2 separate regions of the Gossypium arboreum genome follow, and region 1 is linked to region 2. Evidence: chromatin contacts called from public Hi-C data. All regions are on one chromosome and are shown on one strand. The core of a region is the stretch at or near the end of the contact, and the rest is flanking DNA. Distances in the headings are between cores, read along the strand shown.

Evidence for each region. Hi-C and Micro-C count contacts between places; a contact is called where the count stands out from the background.
Region 1: a contact with region 2 is called in a Hi-C map of leaf, with 2.6 times the contacts expected there. The contact joins the promoter of LOC108467477 here to the promoter of LOC108468073 in region 2. A contact is called at or near these places in 2 of 5 Hi-C or Micro-C datasets (both in leaf).

The regions. Positions count from the first base shown.
Region 1 is chr8:130,740,093-130,745,686 of ASM2569848v2, forward strand. LOC108467477 (light-inducible protein CPRF2-like) reads right to left here and starts at 2,558. Exons shown (of 6, transcript XM_017768098.2): 1 at 2,078-2,558; 2 at 1,905-1,980; 3 at 493-694; 4 at 1-15. The coding sequence starts at 2,452.
Region 2 is chr8:130,559,865-130,565,440 of ASM2569848v2, forward strand. LOC108468073 reads right to left here and starts at 3,855. Exons shown (of 4, transcript XM_017768929.2): 1 at 3,510-3,855; 2 at 3,387-3,414; 3 at 2,516-2,960; 4 at 1,196-2,267. The coding sequence starts at 2,917. The coding sequence ends at 1,518. LOC108469022 (a long non-coding RNA gene) reads left to right here and starts at 4,924. Exons shown (of 3, transcript XR_001869024.2): 1 at 4,924-5,576. It overlaps LOC108469004 (guanine nucleotide-binding protein subunit gamma 2-like), which reads left to right. Exons shown (of 5, transcript XM_017769880.2): 3 at 223-275; 4 at 531-575; 5 at 670-966. The coding sequence ends at 754.

The DNA.
Region 1 (5,594 bases), core at 1,308-3,807, 180 kb after region 2:
CGATTTGACCGCATTCTGAGCCATCCACAATATACCAATTAATTCAGGGCAATTTTGTGATTTCATCACCAAATCAAAGATTGAATTTAGTGAGAATTTACTAATTCACATGTCTAGTAGTGAGATAAGTAATTACTGCTTAGAATGTTTGTGCTTTAAACCAATATATTGATTTAAGAAAACACAAAAAGAAAAATCCCTGAGCCAATAGCTGAGATTAATTCTTGAAAAAGACAACAGAACTATGTTCGACTAAGAGGTATAGAATTGTAAGTTGAAGCTCTATTTGCAATATAACTATTTGATCTTTTTGAAGATACGAAATTAGTTCTTATAGCTATTACTTAAAAGAGATGCTAGTCTTTTTAATTAGGATAAAAAGAAGAGAAAAGGAAATCAAACATGTTAAGCGAAAGAGAATAAATAACAGAAAGCATCTCAAACTCCTCAAAACAATCAATAATACAAGTCAAAAATAGAAAACATGATTACCTCCTTGCACGTTTTGCATCAGCCGGATCCATGTTGTCAGTAGTTTCAGTATCTCTAAGTTCATCATCATCTGAATCTTCTCCTGATGACACACTTGTTGTTTGCCTCATTTGTACCTTTGATTTTGTCTGTGTAGTAGACATAGCCAGGACTTCACTAGGTGTAGCATCTAGTTCACCCTGTCCTTGAGCCTTTGAGGAACCTACAATGGTAGAATTTGTATCAGCTAGTTATTATTATATGTAAAGCAGTCATTGAAAAAGGAGAACGAAATTAATGCAAGAAGAGCTCCAAAGATCTTTACAATATTTTCTACAGATTAGATATTAGGAAATGTGAAGAAAAAGAAGTAGGAAGGAAAATGGAGAAGTGGAGAAAAATGAAAAATAAACAGGATAATATTTCATTTCTTGTTTGAATGCCTATGTAAAGTTTATAAGAAACTAATAAAAATTATCAAATCTAGTAAAGAAAATTAATTCCATTTTTATGTATCCCTCCATCTTTCTTCTCATATTCCTTTCCTTCACTCTTTCAGAACAAACATGAATCAAAGATTGAGTTACGTTGCACCTTGTGAAGACAGAAAACATTAGTAACTAGCAGTTATTATTTATTAGGAATAATCATGCATGATACGTGCAGGATGGCTCCAGTAAAAACTAAATGAAAAACAATGCTTCCCTATAGTTCACCAAGCAGCAAAAAAATCATTGATGTAGTTAACTTAAAGGATCCAAACTACAGAAACATTCATGTCATTCATTCTGCTACTATCTCACCCTCAACAAATCACAAACTAGATGAACTACATTTGATTCAAAACCATATAGACTTTTCATAGTATAGAAGGGGCTGACTGCCATCAGAAAAACTAAACCTGTTGAAGCAGTGCAGCCTCCTAATACAATGAAACATGCTTATGGGACAGAAACTGCTTATCTCCCAGTATAAGACTAGTGATCTTCCCAACTACACTCCAACTCCAACTGAATTTGAGTAAGGCAGATGCCTTTATCATTTTGCCGAAATACAAGTATTCAGAGCAAATTTTTACAGAAATCCTAGCTCTCCTTCGATAAAAAACATATATTACAAATAAAAATTGACTCCCTTAAAATCTAACTACTGCTCAGGAATAGAATTACCCCTTAGAACTAACATGAAATCGGCTCCTTAAAATTTGAAACGTAAGGAAATAACTAAAATTAATTTACAGGGTTGCGTAAGTCGTATGCTTATATCACAGAAGTTGCATTCAAATATCAGAGTGAATAAGAAACGTGAACGGTCCTTCATCCTTACTCTAAACAAGTTCAATCTATTGCATTTGAGAAAAAAGGAAAGTCTAAAAAACTCGAATTCATTAAAAAGAACAAGTCAGATCAGAGGCATGCAAAGCAAAAGCTTACCTTGAATTTGGGATCTCGATTGAAGCGCTTGATCTTCAGCTTGCGCAGAGAAAACTTCTGCCTTAACAGATGATGCCTGAATAATATTTATTTTTCAGAAAAAATATCTAATATGACTTATAATATTTAATAATAAATCCAATTGGAAATCGAGATTGGAGAGAGAAGAATACACGAGAGAGAGCAACAGCTGCGCAGGCTTGATGGAGCTTGTCCTTGAGGATCGCGCGGTACTCATCCGAGTCAATCGAGAACGTCGGTGCCAGATCGGACGGCGGACTGTTATGATTCTGATTACCAGGTCTTTTGATCTCCACCACGTCACCTTCACCATCGGCTTCTTCAGATTTCGAAACGGACGGCCGAGGTTCCGCCAAGGATGGACCGATCACACTCTCGTCCGAACGCGACACCGGGATCGCCCCGCCCGAACCAGAAAACTCTTCAATAAAATTGTCAAAAGCCCACTCCGATTGGCTTCGGCTCATCCCCGGCGGAGCCGCCCAAAAGGAGTCCGAGAAATCGTCAACTGAGAACTCAGTATGCATCGTTTTCAGTGAAATCCTTTTCCCTTCTTTTTCTCCACAATGCAATTCGCCTTCCTCTCTCTTTCTTCCAGCTTGTTTTTATCATTTAAAATTATATGCGGGAACAAACAGAATATATCCACTAACATTCCACTGGTCAAATTTTGATTTTAGTCCTTTTACTATAATCAAACTAAAAATTTAGTTCATATATTATAATTCGACATAACTTTTTAATCTCTGTATTTTAGTAACATCATTAATTAATCCAAGTATTTATATATTTTAATTAATAAAGTAGCGTAATAAGTTGAAAAATGTGTTTTTATTAAAATATAAGTCAATTAAACTAATTGATTAATAAAATTATAAAAGTAAAAAGAAAATAAAACTCTTGAAGACTCGGGTTTGAGTAATTATGATATGTGAATCTCCTTTTTACTTTGTGAATATGCCTTATATGAGTTGTGTTCGATTAGTTTTGAATTAGTCCTCATCCTCTTTGTATTGTATTGGTTGAAATCTATATTATTGTCCATGGAACATATATTTATACCAATCTTGTGATGTTTTTGAACTAGTGAAACTTTAAAAAGAATATACAGGGATAAAATCCTAAATTTGAGCACAATAAAAAGTACCAAAACCATAATTTGATCAGTTCTTACAATAATACACGTGTTAGTTAATACATGGGTGGGGAGGGCGGCTATTGGTAGAAATTGGAACACTTGATGATGTGCGCGGGCTAAGACAGTAAAAAAGAGAAGATGGGAGCAAAAAGTGTAGTGTACGTATTAGGGAAAAGTTAAAAATAGGGCCCAGTCGGTGGGGAGTTTCAACTTTCAACTTGGGTTTGGGCAAAAAGTAAATAAAGATAGTAGCTGTCATTGACAATACTGAAAGAAAGCAAGACGATAGACCCAGTCATTTTACTGTACGGCTTCACACGTAACATCCTATTTCCCTATGTCTTAAGCAATGTATATTTTATCGTTCCTTCGCTTTCAAACAAAACACTTTTCCCTGCCTTCTTACCGCCATGCCGGCACGCCCGGCCTTTGGGCCGGTCGTTGTTAACATATCTCCCTTTATTTCTCTTTTTCGCTTTTTTTCCTACCCCTTTCCATAAAATAACCCAACTCTCTCCTTCCCTATGCCCTTTGACGCCGGAATGGAGGGAGAGAAACTCGACCACCTCGTGGCTTTCCACAACCTCTTTATGGAGTTGATCCCTTTTCTCCGATCGAGGATTCCTTCGGCCTATTTTTGCTACTGCTCTTGACAAGATTCGTCGTCGCAGACAACTACAAGCCTTTGCAAGCTCGAATATGGTGAAGCCGATCTAGTGAAACCAAATCCTTGTAGTTTGGTGACCGATGCCGGTAACCAAGGTTGTGGCATCCTTTTTATTAGTGGTCCTGACTCCTGATGGTCTCCATGGTCATGACGGCGCTTCTTCTACCCGATCTTGCTGCAGTCTCAGCTTTCCCTTAGTGGTGTTGGAGGCATGGCAACTTCCTTGTCTCTCAAGCATCTCCAATGGTCTTCTCCTCTCCCGCTGTGGCTACTGGCGGCGGGTGGTGGGCAATTAGGCTAGGGTTTGGGCTTGGGTTAAACCCATTTATTGACTGCTTGATCTCTTGAGCTTATTTAGCCCATCTGCTTGTAATCTTAACTAGTGAAATGAAGTTCATATTTCTTTGTAAAAAAAAAAACTTGTATATTTTAACCCCTCATACATTATAAAAGAATTTCATCCTCATATTTTTATTTTCAAAATTTTAACCCCTAAAAATTCTTATCTAATTAATAACTCTATTGAAATTTTATGTTATCTATTCTGACATGGAATTTATAAATAAAATAAGGCTTTTAGAAGGTAAAATTTTAAAAGAAAAAATATAAAAATCTAAAATAGTAACAATGTTCTTCATCTTCTTCTTACACCTTCCACCATACAATCGAAACGACAACCCAAAGACACTCCATCTTCTTCTTCACTGATCCTAAGTGTAGAAACCTTTGAAATTGAAACCTTAAAATTATAATAAAAAACATTTAACTCATTTCATTTGTTATAGTTTTTCATTGAAATCTCGAACTCATTTTCCAAAAACCCACACCAATTTTCTTCATCTTCTTACACCTTCCACCAATATAATCTCTCTCATCTATTAAACCTGAAAAAATATAATATGTGGATGAACTTTCACAAATTTCGATTATGGTAAGGAGGCTATAAATTGGGGATTTCGTCGATTAAAGGCTCTGAAGGAAATTTTCGATTTCAAAGTTAGGAATTTCGTGGGTCGTAAGGGCAACTGGAAATGAGTTAGGGATTTCGATAATAAAAAACCCATAAAAATTATATTATCGATCTCAAGGATTCTTGTAAGGTTTCAAATTTCATGGGAGATCAGTAGTAGATAAGAAGATGGAGTAAAGACAAAGCGATTTTTCGGGATGAGATTAAAAGTACTGAAGCAATTCTTTTTACTGTTTGACTTTTATGTGATTACTTTTTAAAATTTTACAAATCTCAATATAGGCATCAGAAATTTTTTAAAAGAAATTAAATTAACAAAGTCAACTTTTTGAAAATAAAATTCGGATAACTAATTTCCTAAAACATGAAAAGTTAATATCTAATTAATTAAAAATTTACATACGTGATAATTACAAATATTATAATAAATTTAATAGTTAGATTATTAAAATATTAATTATATAAAAATAATTTTATACCGATATAAATAGATTCATTCCCTTAAACAAATTTCAATAAGAAAATAATTGCATGCACTATATCAACATTACATAAAATACATTAGATTATAAACGAGCTTTTGATTTTAAAACTATCTATTTAAAATTCTAAAATGATTTTAAAACAATATTAAAAGTCTAAAATTCTATATTGGTATCTTAAAATTTAAGGCTTAGTTTAGCATTACTTCTCAAAATTATTTTTGGGTCAAAAGTACTTAAGTAGGGTGAGTAAAATTTGATAAATTTTTAAATTTTGAATTAAATAATTCGAGTTATTTGAGTTAATCAAATTATTTGGATCAACTAAAATAAAAATTAAGTTTTTCAATTTAACTCAAATATGAATTACACAATTCGATTTACTCGAAAATCCGAATAAGAAAAGGTAAAA
Region 2 (5,576 bases), core at 2,605-5,104:
TGCCCCTTTTGTTCCTATGTTTGTGTGGTATTTAAATGATGTGTGCTATATCAATGGTTGTAGGCCATTGGTTCATAGACACTGGTATTGTCCCATCCCGTTTGCACTTATCTTTTGCTGCAGGCAGATGATGAATTTGGTTTTTGTATCAGTGTAAAAGACACCATATTACAGCTTTGTATGTCTTATGTTTCTCCCCCCTCTTTATGTATCGTTTTCCAGGAAGAGATGGAAGAGCTTGAGAAAACAGATAACGTGTCAACCTTGTGCAAGGAGTAAGTTTTAAGAAATAAAATTTTCTTTCCCATGAACTTGCGAAACTAGAAACTGTTACTTGTCTGATTCTAAAGCATTTTCATTTATCAATATATTTTGCTGTTGGACAAGATTTTCCTGATCTAAGTATTTGCTCATCAGCTGTCGGTACACTTCTCATGGTATCGACATACTAGCATGTTTGGCATGACGCTTCACGCATATATTATATGGTAACTTGTTTGACCCATATTAGCATCGGCCTTTTTTTACAGATTGCTGCTTAGCATGGAGACCAGACCTGATCCACTACTTCCACTGTAACTACTAAAACTTGTCTTGTTTTTGTATTCTGTTTTAGATAAATTTTTTTTCTCTAAACCTCTAATGCTTGGATTTGTTATTTGATTACAGAACAAATGGTCCCATAAACCCATCATGGGATGTATGGTTTGAAGGGCCTCAAACATCACAAGGTTGCAGATGCCAGATTCTGTGATTTGAAGGCAATCTAACATTTGTTTTGTTGCCAAGATATGTTATATAACATACATGTTTAACATTTTACATCTCTCAATTGTTAACAAATATTCAATTCACTCATGTCCACATTGTGCAATACCAAAATTTTGGGATGGCTCAAACTGAAATGTAAAATCTACTCTCTTTTTATTTAATGTTGAGATGAAATTTGTAATATCAGATATATAATTTACTCTTCTTTTAATGTTTAAATTATGATTTCCAACTATCTCTATTCGATTTTTAAAGGAATATAAATATAAATATAAATATAAAAACATTAATTAAAATATATTACAAAAATAAAATTTGGATTAAAATCTTCATATATTTTCATTCTTAAAAGTACAAATAAAAATATCTATTATATATATATATATCATGTATAGTATACTAAAACTGAATTAACCAGACAGAATTATCGAATCCAGTCCTCATTTGAATTATCAAAAAATAGGAATCCGACGTTTTTTTTTCCTACATATGATCTTTTATTACAAAACAAAATGAAATTTCTTCAGCCAAATCACCCTTATAATAAGACATGAACTCCTGCTATTGGCTCTAAGGCCTAAGCTTCAACATGTAAAACCTCAATTCCTCCATATACTTTACATGTTATGTACACCTGAAAGGTTTATAACGAGGAAGGTTAAGGTGCCGCCACCCACCTGCAAGAGAGCCTCAAAGCAATTAAATCCATATGCCGTGACAAGACATATGAGACAAACATGACCGGATCATAAAACGTGAGCAGACAAAAGGTGTCTCAACTGGAGTAGGTGTTCCCCATCTGAAATGTTAAGGGAGAGGCGGAGATTTGTTAACAATGCCTCCTGCTCCCAAGTTAAAGGACCCGAAGCATACAATGCCTCTACTGTCGACTTGTAAGCACGAAGCTCTAGTTCATGGATATTGATGACTTTTTCAACAGGGGATGAGGGTAAGTCTCTTTTGCCACACAAAGATGGGAATGACGACTTGGCATCGGAATGATCAGATGTGTTTTCCAACGGTTTAGGAGAAAGTCGGCCACCAGCAACACCATTGAAACTACAGCTAGCAACTGAGCATTGGTTGCTATTTTCAGTATACTGAACAGACCTCGAAGAATGATATACACAGTATGGACTTGCGTCTTCCATCCTGTTATTCCTTTTAGTCGATTGCTTAATTAATGTTTCATCAATCCCTGCATTCGGGTAAGAAAAATCATCTACCTGGTTAAACCAAGGAAGTGTTCTCTTAAGAGGTGATTTCCTAGTCTTGAGGTTTCCTCGAAAGTGCTTCTCAATGTTGCATTTTTCAGATTGATGTGCGTAGACTTTATGTATGACATTATGAGCCCTGGTCTTATGTTGTCCCTCTCTATTCTTCTCTTTAGACCGCAAAGCTTTGTTCATAAGTAATGGAGTCTTGAAACGCAAGCCACTGGCACAGTACGGAGTTTTCGCTGTAAAACTGTTGGCCAAATCTTTACTTTGAGCAACCTGCAATCACATGTAGGCTGATTCAGATATATTGATAATACGGAAAAAAACAACTGCAGCTCAAGCAAGAATCAAGTTCATATCATAAAGAACAATGTGGAAGGCAACAAGAAGATATTTTCTTGAATTCATTCGAAACGACTTATCACGAGTTATGCTATGCTTTATAGAGAGAGAGCTCTAATAAACTTAAACATTTAGAAAAGAGAATTTAGGTCCAAAGCACGATGAATGCAAGGGGCATTTACCTTCCCAACCACCATCCATTTGTTACCATGCCAAGCCTGCCTAACCCTTAAACTTGACACATGGAATTCTTTAAGTAGGATGGACCCAAACAACTTAATGACAAATGAATCATTGTTCTTTAACACCTTTGCAACCTTTCCTATCCTCCAACACTGGATATCGAACACCTCAGCTACATCCCCGACTGCCCAATTCTTCCGGTTTACATATGGAGGCAATGGTCTAACGTCCTTCCCTTTCACCGTCTCCACCACCCTTCTTCCTTCACAGTCTGTAAACAGTTTGTACCTAACAATATAGTAGTCACCATCTGCTGAAAGAATATTACCAGTAAACCAGGAACCACATGGATCATCTTCTCTTCTCAAAACCTCCACCAAGTTCCCTTTTCTGAACTTCATTTTTCTTTTGAACTCTTATTATGCTTGATCCCGAAAAACAAGACTGAAATATAAAACAAAATTAATACCACTGATATTGTGATTGCTAAAAGAGATCTAAAAGTGATCCTGAGTCGAGTGGAAAGGAGCTCAATGCCAAGCAAAATTTTGAGATCGAATCTTGTGAATGGAAAGAAAACAGTGGAGAGAGTTTTATCCCGTTTTGGGGGTCTAATTCCCAAAACATTCAATTGCCAAATAAGAAAATTGTAATCTTCAAGAACTCCATGAAGCTAGTTTATATAGAGATATAATCAAATCTAATTAGAAAAAATAAGATTGATGCTACAAACAGGGAACATTCTGCAACCAAACTCAAATGAACTCATTCAGCCAACAGTTTTCAAAAACATCAATCAACCCATGGTTTTGCAATCCTCAAAAACACCCAGAAAAAAGAAACTGAAATAATTAAAAAACTAGCACTTACCCAGAATTGAACATCCTAAAATTATGAACTATAATAAGACAAAAACAAAAACAAAATTAGAAATTGAGAAGGAATTCCAATTCAATTCAATTGAAAACTTTTAATTAATTGAATGGGACTGACCTGAGAGTAAAAGTGAAGAAATGAAAACGAACAGGACGCAGTTTACTTGCGGTCATGACCACATCCTTACGCAAAATTGGTTTATTTTGCGCTCTCTTTTGATTATTATTTAAGTAAAAAAAAAAAACCCTACTAATCAAAGATTAACTCATTTTTGAAGAAATAAATGATGGGGATAATTCATAGTTTTAGACAAAATCTTTGCCATGTTGGACCATTGATTTCATTACAACCTCAGCATCGACATGCCTTATGAGACCATTAAAAAAACAGGTCTTTAGTTCCTGTACAAAATCAAAGAATACAGAATCATGATTAAGCATAAATTCCATCATGATTATTTGGATTTTGATTATATTATATTTTTTAAAAAAAATCCTTGTTATTTGAAATTAATGCTACATAACTAGCTTCTTGTCTTTAAACTTAGAAATAGTTTATAGTTAAAAATTACTTCAAAGCTTGACAATAAGGTCATTTCCTATAAGGGCATTTTGGACTATGTTGCATATGTATGACGTAAGCTGTAACCGTAACATAAAATAACAAATGCCCTTATCATATCTTTTCCATGGTTTTGAAGATTTTGAAATTCCATCTCTAAATAAAATGAAATTACCCCTTCTTAAATTTTACATGTGCCCGTAAGTAGGGCTAAATAGCTAATTAAAAAAAATCTAAATATCATTTTTAATCCCGTTTAATTTTATTAAATTTGGCTTATTATAATTTAAATATATTTCAACCGATTTTCGGTTTACAAAATAAAAAAAAATGATATAATAATAAATTTAATTCTTAATGTTTATATTTTTTTCAAGTGACTCTTACTTTTTAAAAGCTAAATTTAGCCATCAACTTTCAAAAATAGTTGTATCATTTTTTTCTAAAGGAAATGATGATTAAAACATTAAATTTTAACATTGTTGGCGTGATAACTTACATGTCAACCTATTCATGGGCCAGGCCATCTAGTCTAGTCTGAAGGCCCGTTCGAAAAATGAGAGGATTTTAGGTCTCGAGTAAGGCTTTTTTGGCCTAAGCCCGGCCTGAATATGCAAAAAAAAAATTGCATTATTTTTCTATTTTTTATTATTTTATTGCTATTTTATTGTTGGCTTTTTCACTATTTTGGTACAATTTCACAATTATGTTGCTACTATTTTTTTGTTATTATTTGGATATTGTATAAATTTTATTTTATTGTTAATTTTATTACTATTTTAGAGACATCTGTTTGTTAAGTTGCACATATCTTTTTTACTTTTTGCAAAATAGACTAGTATATTAATGAAAGAAAAGATAGGAATGGGCTAACAAAATTCACAGGCCCACCAAAAAATGAAAACAAAACCCAATAATGGTAAAACCTTAAAATTATTACCAAAGAAATAGACAAATTAAAATTAAACAGAAAATTAAAATAAACTTCCAATCTGATAACAGTTGGAGTCCAATTAGCATTTCCACAATTAATGCACCGATTCCAGTCCCAGAAAAGCGGTTTCCAAAATCCCACTTTCCTGTTTTCTTTCTATGCATAGACCCCCTATCAAACAACCCTCAGTCAGGTTCCCTCATTCTCCGTTGATCCACCTCCAATGTTCGTTGCTCAGGGACTATTCCGATCAGGTATGCTCACGCTCCTTTCATCGCTTCTCTAGCTAAGTTGTGACCGATAATATTTGCAAATTTGTATGTATGTTGAAAGGTTATTTGGTGAAAAAATTGTTTTTGCTGCTGAATGTTCCATATTATATCCCCAATCACTGATTTGTTAGTCTTCTCTGAGTTACTTTTTTTTATTACTAATATCGAGTCTCCTTCAATGATAACTGATGCGAACCCCATCTATTTTCCCATAAACATTGCTTGGAGGCACACAAGGGCCTCTCCTGCAAATGAAGAGGCCACCTCTCCGTGAGCCACTGTTTAGAATGCGAGGACCTCCCCCGAAGCATTTCTAACCACCACCCCTAAGACTGATTTTACCCGAGAGTCATCAAAAGCAGTGTCGAAATTAAGTTTGACAACAGAACCAACTGGTAGCCACCAAACTATGGACTC